Linked DNA regions of Ovis aries: all the other regions are linked to region 2. The links are chromatin contacts, called in public Hi-C maps. All regions are on one chromosome and are shown on one strand. Each heading gives the region's core, a stretch centred on a gene start, on an enhancer-like site or on the middle of the called end of the contact. The rest is flanking DNA. Distances are from core to core; before and after follow the strand shown. Region 1 holds the start of MFAP3L (microfibril associated protein 3 like). Region 2 holds the start of LOC101114249 (histone PARylation factor 1). Region 3 holds the start of NEK1 (NIMA related kinase 1).

Evidence for each region. Hi-C and Micro-C count contacts between places; a contact is called where the count stands out from the background.
Region 1: a Hi-C map of hypothalamus shows a contact between it and region 2, with 2.7 times the contacts expected there. The contact joins the promoter of MFAP3L here to the promoter of LOC101114249 in region 2. A contact is called at or near these places in 2 of 16 Hi-C or Micro-C datasets (hypothalamus and tail adipose tissue).
Region 3: a contact with region 2 is called in a Hi-C map of muscle, with 4 times the contacts expected there. The contact joins the promoter of NEK1 here to the promoter of LOC101114249 in region 2. A contact is called at or near these places in 2 of 16 Hi-C or Micro-C datasets (hypothalamus and muscle).

The regions. Positions count from the first base shown.
Region 1 is chr2:111,166,690-111,169,413 of ARS-UI_Ramb_v3.0, forward strand. It overlaps MFAP3L (microfibril associated protein 3 like), which reads left to right and starts at 1,465. Exons shown (of 3, transcript XM_042243559.2): 1 at 1,465-1,705. LOC121818677 (a long non-coding RNA gene) reads right to left here and starts at 1,334. Exons shown (of 3, transcript XR_006058703.2): 1 at 1,075-1,334; 2 at 595-796.
Region 2 is chr2:111,377,747-111,380,522 of ARS-UI_Ramb_v3.0, forward strand. It overlaps LOC101114249 (histone PARylation factor 1), which reads left to right and starts at 1,416. Exons shown (of 8, transcript XM_027964642.2): 1 at 1,416-1,518. The coding sequence starts at 1,471.
Region 3 is chr2:111,525,218-111,527,934 of ARS-UI_Ramb_v3.0, forward strand. It overlaps NEK1 (NIMA related kinase 1), which reads left to right and starts at 1,431. Exons shown (of 31, transcript XM_060411063.1): 1 at 1,431-1,838.

The DNA.
Region 1 (2,724 bases), core at 215-2,714, 210 kb before region 2:
TCATTACTCTGGTTGATGGCCAAGATCATGTGACTGAAGAGGGTGGGGCAGGTGGTGGGTCTGCCCCAGCGAGGTCTACCGGCAGGTGAGTGGGCCAGCAACTAGCTAGACAACAGGGGAAAGTGGATGAGGGACTCCTGGACGACGTCTGTAAGGGTGTACAGCCGAGAAGAAGCGTACTGGTCACTGAGCTAGGACATGCGGCTGAGGGGCAACCACAGTTCAGTTTTGCTGGGGACAGGCCGGTGCAAATTCTCACCCATCCTCTCCCAGGCTAAACTCTTCGCGCTGAGGACCGCCAAGGAGCCTGGGCAAGCTCAAGAGCGGGGCTCAGGAGGCAGGGACATTGACGGGAGAGAGAGGCGGGGACCCCAGCACAAGGCAGGGCTCTGAGAAGTACCAGAGTAAGCTTTCCAGGAAGTTCTTTGCCTGTGTGACCTTCCACGACAGGTGGTGTCCCCCAGCACGCTGGCGCTGCCCTGGGACCAGACGAGGGGAAAGTGATGCCACCCCATGTAGGGGATCCCACCATAGCGTAGAATCTGGTGGGCCAGCGCTCCCCGCATCCCACCCCAGACGGGAAACAGGCCTCACCCCACTGATCTGAAGGCATCTCTCTGGGGTCTTTAGTTGACGCCTCTCCAGCCTGCAGACTCTCCTTGCTGGAAGCTCTCCATTCCCGTCCTCTCCTCGGTGACCGTGACCCAAGAAGTTCCCACGCCCACTTCAAGTTCGTCCAAGGTGGCCGAGCGCAGTCCTGCAGGGCTCTGGAGAGTGTGGGGTCTCAGAGGAAGCCCTGTTTGAAGACAAAGAGGACTATCATATTGCAAAATGACCTGAGAGTGAGGACAAGGCCTTAAGGTTTGAAAAACCAGGTGACAATGTCGTGTCCTCGTGCGGTTGTCAAAGATGCTTCCTACCCTGGAGACGGGAATGAAGGGTTCAGGCTTCCTGAAAGAAGAAAACAGCTGAAAGTTCCTGAGCTCATGAAAGTAATGTTAAAATAGGGTTTCTAGGTCTACTCGCTCGTGAGCCAGACCCCCTCCACGCCCGACGCGGCCGCTTCCCGCGCACCTGCGCCCGGACCGCGCACCTGCGCCGCCCCTGCGCGGCCCGACCCAGAGGCCCGGCTGCGTCCAGACGCGGCGGCGAGCGGGCGAGCATGCTCAGTCGGGTCCTGACCCGCTTCTGCGGCCGGGCCGGCGGCGGGGGTCGGCACGCTCGCCCGCGAGGTTCACAGAGGACGGGGAGAGAGCGGCGTGGGGAGAGCCGAGCAGGGTCAGCCTGCCCTCGTGCGGCTCCAGCCCGGCGAACGACGGCCCCCGCGGCGCCGCGAGAAGTCCGCCGCGCCGGGTTTTCGCCGCAGCCCTGGGGGCGGGACCCGGGAGCTGGTGTGGGCGTGTCTGGGCGTGGCCGCCGCGGTGGGGGCGGCCCTAGAAAGAGCCGGGTGCGGGTCCCCGCACCGCGGGGTCCGGCGGGTCTGCAAAGAGGCTCGCTTGCAGAGCGAGGCCGGGCCGCTCAACTTCTGCAGGCGCCTGGGAAAATGTCTTTTCTTACTGAAAAAGCCCCGCAGCGGTCTCTAGAGAAAACTTGGAAACTACAGGTAGTCTAGAAGGAGCTCTAGAATCCCGAGGGCCGGCTCAGAAGCCGCCGGCTGACGTCCCGCTCCTGCGGCTCCTCGCGGCCGCACTGGGTCCCTGCAAGGGTAGGTGCGGGAGCGGTGCAGCGTCGCGAGTCCAGAGCGGGTCCCCAGCCTTGAGGGCGGGAGCCCGGGACTCCCCCGGCACTGCCAAGGCCGCACGGAGCGGGCGCTGGCTGGGGACAGCCGGGCGCGGGGTCCCGCCGCGGGGCCGCTAGGACCGAGGGGCCGCGCCCCACCTCCCGGCCCTGGTCCCACCCCCGCGGGCCGGCCCACCGCCCCCAGCCCCGCCGCTCGCCCCGCCCCGCCGCGCTGCAGCGAAGACCCGGCGGCGCCGCGGCGCGCGCACTGGGCATGCTCCGCCCGGCCGCTCGTCTCCGCTCTGCTCTGCTCGGGGAGGCTGGGCTCCGGGAGGCTCCGCAGCCCGCACATCAGCCGGCGCGGGGGCAGGGACAGCCGCCGAGAGGCTGCGGGCGTCGGCACGGCGCGGCTCCCGGGCTGGCCATGGCGAGGAGCGCACGGCAGCCGCCGGAGTGGCGAGGCGGCGTCAGGTTAGCCGGGTTAGCTGGGCGCCGGCGGGTGGGGCGCGGGCGGTGGGGAGCCCTGCACCGCGTGGTGGCCGAGTCGCCCCGGTCGCGGCCGCGCAACTTTGGGGCGCTGGGGCTGGAGGAGCCCGCGGCTGGGGCTGCGCTCTGGGAGGCGCCCGTGTCCCCGCAGTGGGCTCCAGGGTCGCAAGATGTTACGGGATCCCAGAGCAGCGGTTTGGGGACACCGCATCCCAGGCTCGTGTCTTAGCCCTCCCACGGCGAGGAGCACGGTGTGCACCGCGCGCAGCCGAGGAGCCGGCAGGTCTCGGAGGAAAGGGGACGTCAAGCCACCGCGGGGCCTTCGCCGATTCCGGGCCGCCCGGGTCACCGGACCTTAGTGACCGGGATGAGGGGTGTGCACTGTCCTGGGCCCCGCAGGCCCCGAGTGCTGGCGGCTCATCCTGGTGCCGCAGGAAAGCGGGGAGCTATGTGCTCAGGGAGCCGCCGCCTCCGCTGGAGCTCCCGGAGTTTGTCGCATTTGACTCCATAGCAAGTTGA
Region 2 (2,776 bases), core at 166-2,665:
AGGCAGCATGCAGTGTCAAAGGTTCACGGGACAGTGCATCTGCTGCCCGTCAGCGTGGCTCCCGGGACCAGCTCTGTCTGAAGCTAACTCTGACTTCCAGTCTGGGAACTTAGATGAAAGTGGACCCTTCCCACCTCTCCCTGTGTTCCGGTGAAGCAGAGTCCCCTGACTTTCCCTAATTAGGTCCCTTATAATCAACAGATTCTACAAGAAGTCCTTTTTGCCAGGACACACCAGGAATCTGAGTGCCCTAGGGGCAGTGGGCCTTCTCAGCGCTGGTGCTACCATCCAGGGTTGGGACATGCCTTGTCAGGGACTCATTCCTGATTGCTGGAGTCAATGGTTCCCACTTCCAGGGCCTCAGTCTGCTTCAGTAGGAGTGTGGCTGCATCCCAGGACCTGGAATTTCAAGTACATTCTGTCTTGTCTTTTTTATAGTATTTATTTATCTATTTATTTTGACTGCCCCAGGCCTTAGTTGCAGCACATGGATTCTCTGAACTTCTTTAAGACATGCAGGATCTTTAGTTGTAGCATGTGGGGTCTAGTCCCCTGACCAGGTAAGGAACCTGGACCCCCTGCATTGGACCACCAGGGAAGTCCCCCCCCCCCCCCCCCCCCCCCCACCCCCCCCCACCCCCCTGGTCTTTTGTCTGCCGCAGCTCACATAATGGAGTGTTTATCTCAGAGGCTAGATGTGATATCTGTTGTCTTGAAAGCATGAAAAAGATCGGAAATAAATATCCTTTTTAAAACTGTATCTTGGATCAGGAGCTTAAAGTTAGGTGAATCCTAGAATCAATCACTCTCTTAAAGAGTACATAGGAATTCTTGATCTCATTTCCACTGTCTTTTACTAATCTGTTTCATTAACAGTCTATCCCCTAAATAGTAAAAGCAGTGACTTTTAGCTCTAAAAGAGATATTCGTTTCGTAACTGTTATTGTTGCGGTATGTGTTTTCTCGACCTATACTGTGATCAGCTGTACTTTTCTATTGTACTTTTGTTTTCTGTTGTACTTTTGTTTCTATTGTACAAGTTTTCTTGACCTGTACTTTTCTATTGTAGCATTTTATTGGGTCTGAGAACCTTCAAGTATGCAACCCCAACTGCTACAACTGATTTTATGTGTCGCTATATGGTTCTGGAAGTTAACTTTAGAATACTACAGAATGAGGCCTATATATTTCCTTTTACATATAATTTGATAGAAACGTTTTAAAATGCAGTAATTCTTTAAAGGAAAACCATATGCTCAGGTGGGTCAGCCTGCGGAGGGCGCACCTGCCCGGGAGGCGGAGTAGGCGGGGCCTCGGCCACGCGCGTGCTGGGATGCGGGCTGGGGGCGGTGCCTTTTCTCTGTGCGCGCGGCGGCGGGGGGAAACGATTGGTGGCCCCTGAACCGGAAGTGGTTGGCGGCGCGCGGGCTCTCGGAGGGACCGGTTGGCACTGCAGCCTCTCGCTGCAGGATGGTGGGCGGTGGCGCGAAGCGTAGACTCCGCGGAGAGGGGCCGCAGGTACCGCATGGAGGTCCGAGGGCGGCCGTGGGCCCGCGGATCGCGCGGCGCGTTTGTACCCGGCTGGAGGGCAGGCCGCGCGCTGCGGTCGGAGCGGAGAGCGGCGCCGCGCCTCGCCTTTTCGGGTCGGTCGGGGTCGCGCTGACAGCTCAAGGCCGGTTACAGTCGTGGGGTCCAGCCCGGGGGCGGCCACAGCCCGGGGTCCTCGGGGTCAGGTTGGCGCGGTCTGGCGGACCTCCCCCGGGGGGCGGGTTGACTTCGCCCACTCCCCCTACACCACCCTCCCTGTCCCACTGGCCAGGCCGAGCGTAGGAAGCGCCCTGCACCCGCAGGATGGCGTGTGGCGCCCCTCCCGTGGAGCCGACCCCGAAGCGGGTGACTCAGGAGAGCGGTGTCGGGGCGCAGCGCCAGCTCGGTCCGGGGCGCTCGGGATAGGGAAGAGGGGCGCTCACTCGGAGGAGTCGTCTGCTCGGGCTTTCCCTGCTGTCTCACGCGCGTCAGCACTGCAAGCAGGAGAGTCCGGCTGGAAAGAGTAAAGGAGGGTTTCCAAAACTTCCTTCAGCCGCGCTGTCAGCTGGGGTGCAGGTGGTGGCGGGGTCGGGGTGAGACGGTGCCGGAGGGCCAAGTTCTGGGCGGCCTTTGCCCCCGTCCCGCTTTTTAGGAGTACAAGGGTAAATAAAGGATAAAGGCAGCCTTGAGGGGGACAGGTACTACATAGTCCTGAACTCTAGTTGAGAACTGGGGGATCCTGAGCTAGCATGTGAGTTCAGGCAGCGCTGAAACGCTCTTTCCTCGCTTTAAAGGGGCAGTGAACTGCTCTGACAGAGTGTTAGTGTTAGGAAAAAAGCCTCAGAAATGAAGAGGAGTCCACAGAGGCTACGGTTAACCTAATATAGGTAGCAGTTATGTATTCTGTGTTAGCACTGTTCTGTCTGCGTCTACAAATAATTTATTGTCACAGCCTTATGATATAGACCTTTTTTGTAGCTGAGAAAATAGGGCACAGAGGTCAGATAACTCGCCCAAGGTGACAGAGCTGGAAATGGCGAGAGACGAGAATCTCCCTGAGCAGTCTAACCAATATGCAAAACTGCCTTTCACTGAGGTACATTTAAAGGCTCTTCTTTATAACATAGGTTTGCGCCTGTCTTTGAAAGTCTAACCAGAGACTGTTACACAAACGAGGGAGGGTGGGTCAGGGCGTGATGAGTTCCTGCTGTTGCCCTTTTGCAGTTGGAGAGGCAGCATGCAGTGGTTA
Region 3 (2,717 bases), core at 181-2,680, 150 kb after region 2:
TTCAGCTTCAAGTTTGGATTCTCCAGTATTCTGGGTTACTCTCAGAAAGGCAAGTTAGCCAAAGGGCTACTCAGGACTACACCGAACCTGATCCCTTATTACAGAAAAATCTGTCTCCATCTTTGAAACTCCTGCATTGGAGAAAGGTACTTAGACCACTGAACCTTTCAGTATACCAGTAAGAAACACATATACTCAACAGATGCAAAGGTGTGGAAAACCACATTATACTTATTTGTTTTTTGTTTCTTAATTTTTTCTCTTTAAACCATGTTATATTAAAAATTCAAGACTTAAAAATACTCTTTTGCTTTAATCATTCAAAATATCGTAGGACTAGTCTTGCTTTTTAAAAACATTCTATTTGTTTATTGGAGTACAGTCAGTGTACAATATTACATATGTTTCAGGTGCACAACATATTAAAATTTTTTACAGGTTACATTTCAGTTATAGTTATTAACCAACAATATCTATGTTTCCCTGTGCTGTATAATATGTATCTTTTACTATTTATTGTATACACAGTAGTTGTACATCTTAATCCCGTATCCCTATCGTGCCTCACCTCTCTCCTCACTGATAACTAGTATGAATAGTTTGTTTTCATCAATTTCCTTTTTTTATATTCTCTGCTGCTGCTGCTGCTGCTGCTGCTAAGTCGCTTCAGTCGTGTCCGACTCTGTGCGACCCCATGGACGGCAGCCCACCAGGCTTCCCCGTCCCTGGGATTCTCCAGGCAAGAACATATATTCTCTAGTTTAAATTATTTTCCAGATTCCACATGTGACATCATTACAGTATATGTCTTTGATTTATTTCACTTGTTCTGCTTTTTAAAGCAAAATCAGTTTTCAAAATGTAGCATCCCTGGGCTTCCTTGGTGGTTCAATGGTAAAGAATCCGCCTACCAGTGCAGGAGACGGGGGTTTGATCCTTGGTCTGGAACGAATCCAACAAGCCACAGAGTAATTGGGCCGTGTGTCACAACTATTAAACCTCGTCCAGAAATCGCCGCAATGAGAAGGCTGCACACTGCTCCTGGAGAGTTGCCCCCGCTCTCTCCAACTCAAGAAAAGCCCATGCAGCAAGGAATACTCAAAACAGCCAAATAATTATTAAAAATGTGACATCTCTAACAAAGCTAAATGAGTCCCTTTCCCCTTGCAGTATGTGTGGGACGATAACAGGCTTTACTCCACATCACCTTGCGTGGTGGTCCCGTTGCCGCCTGGCCTCACTCCCAAGAGTGAGGACGCTCCTGTCCCCCTGCGCCTCCCTCCCCTCCTCCCGCAGCCTGCGGCACCTGCCGCGCCCGAACCTCCGGAGCCGGGCCCCGCCTTGGCCCCGCCCCCGAGGCCCTTCCCGGTCGCCCCCGCTCAGCGCCCGCGTCCGCGCGCCGACGTCACATGCCCGCGCCGGGGCGCCCCGCCCGCTGCTCTGCCTCCTGTGAGGTATTGGGGCGTCCTGTGAGGAGTCCTGAGGCGGGACCTCTAAGCGCTTCTCGGCGTCGCCCGCTATCAGGTGTCCGCGTGGCGAGGCGGGAGGACGAACCGTCAAGGAGCCCCCAGACCCAATGCGCCAGCCCCGCAAGGCTGCCGGCAGCCGCCGCTGAGAAGTTGGGGGCGGCACCCGGGGCACTCCCCCTGCCGCCGTTGCCAGGGGCTCGGAAACCGGTTGGTTCGGTCCGGAGACGCGGAGTCGTGCCCCGGGGCGTTGGCCCGGGCGGCGCAGGCTGAGGCCAGATGCGCTTTCCGGACCGCGGAAGGTCGGCTCTGCCTCGCTGAGCCCCGGGGGGAGGCGGCGGCCCGGAAGGTGCCCACGGCCTGAGTCCTGAGGTGAGCGGCGCTCGGGGAGGCGTGACGTGCAGAACTGAGAGGTCGTTCTATTGCGGGAGACCTCGCCCTGACTTCCTTCTGGGGAGGCTGCGGACTCCTGCCCTGAGGTGCACGGAAATAGCCGCATCTCACTGACGTGATAATTCTCTAAGGAACAGCTTCCCTGAGCAATCCTTGGACATTATTAATAGGCGATATAAAAAAGAAAAGCGATAGTGAGCATGGAATTAAAGTAATATTAGAAGTGTTGTTAATCGATAGCAAGTCATTTACGTTGCTTATCTCGTCTCCAGTCTTAAATTGCATACACGGTTTAATTAGAAAACGAGTAGCAGTTAACTGGTTAGCTCATAATCTTGGATTCCACTTCCCGTAATTTCAAACGGTCTACATGTACGGCACTGAAAGTTCTAATACTTTTAGAGTTCATAAGGTTTTTTAAAAAAAAAAACACATATATAGGCCTAATTTTTATTCTTTATTGTAAGATCCACCCCAAAACGTACAGTTTTTTTGTTGTTGTTGCCATGGCAAATTACATCGGAGATAACTTGCAGGATTAAAAATAATTAGCAATCTCTGCTAGCAATGGCCTTGTCTTGTGATGCAGCAGTATTGTAGAGACCATGGAGGGAAGCCATATGTGGAGAGAGTAGTTGTTTCTGTTTTAGATTTGTCTGAAATTAGAGGATCCACAGATCTGTTTCAAGATTGCTCACTTTTTTTTTTTTTTCCTTTGTTGAGAGATAAGGAGCCTAATTTGTGGAAAAATAGGTTTTCGTACAATAAGAGTAACCAATTGGGAGTTTCGTAAAGGTTTTGGAACTTGGCCAGGGGAGTTCTTTTGAGGTCATTTTCATAATGCATTGATACTGTGTT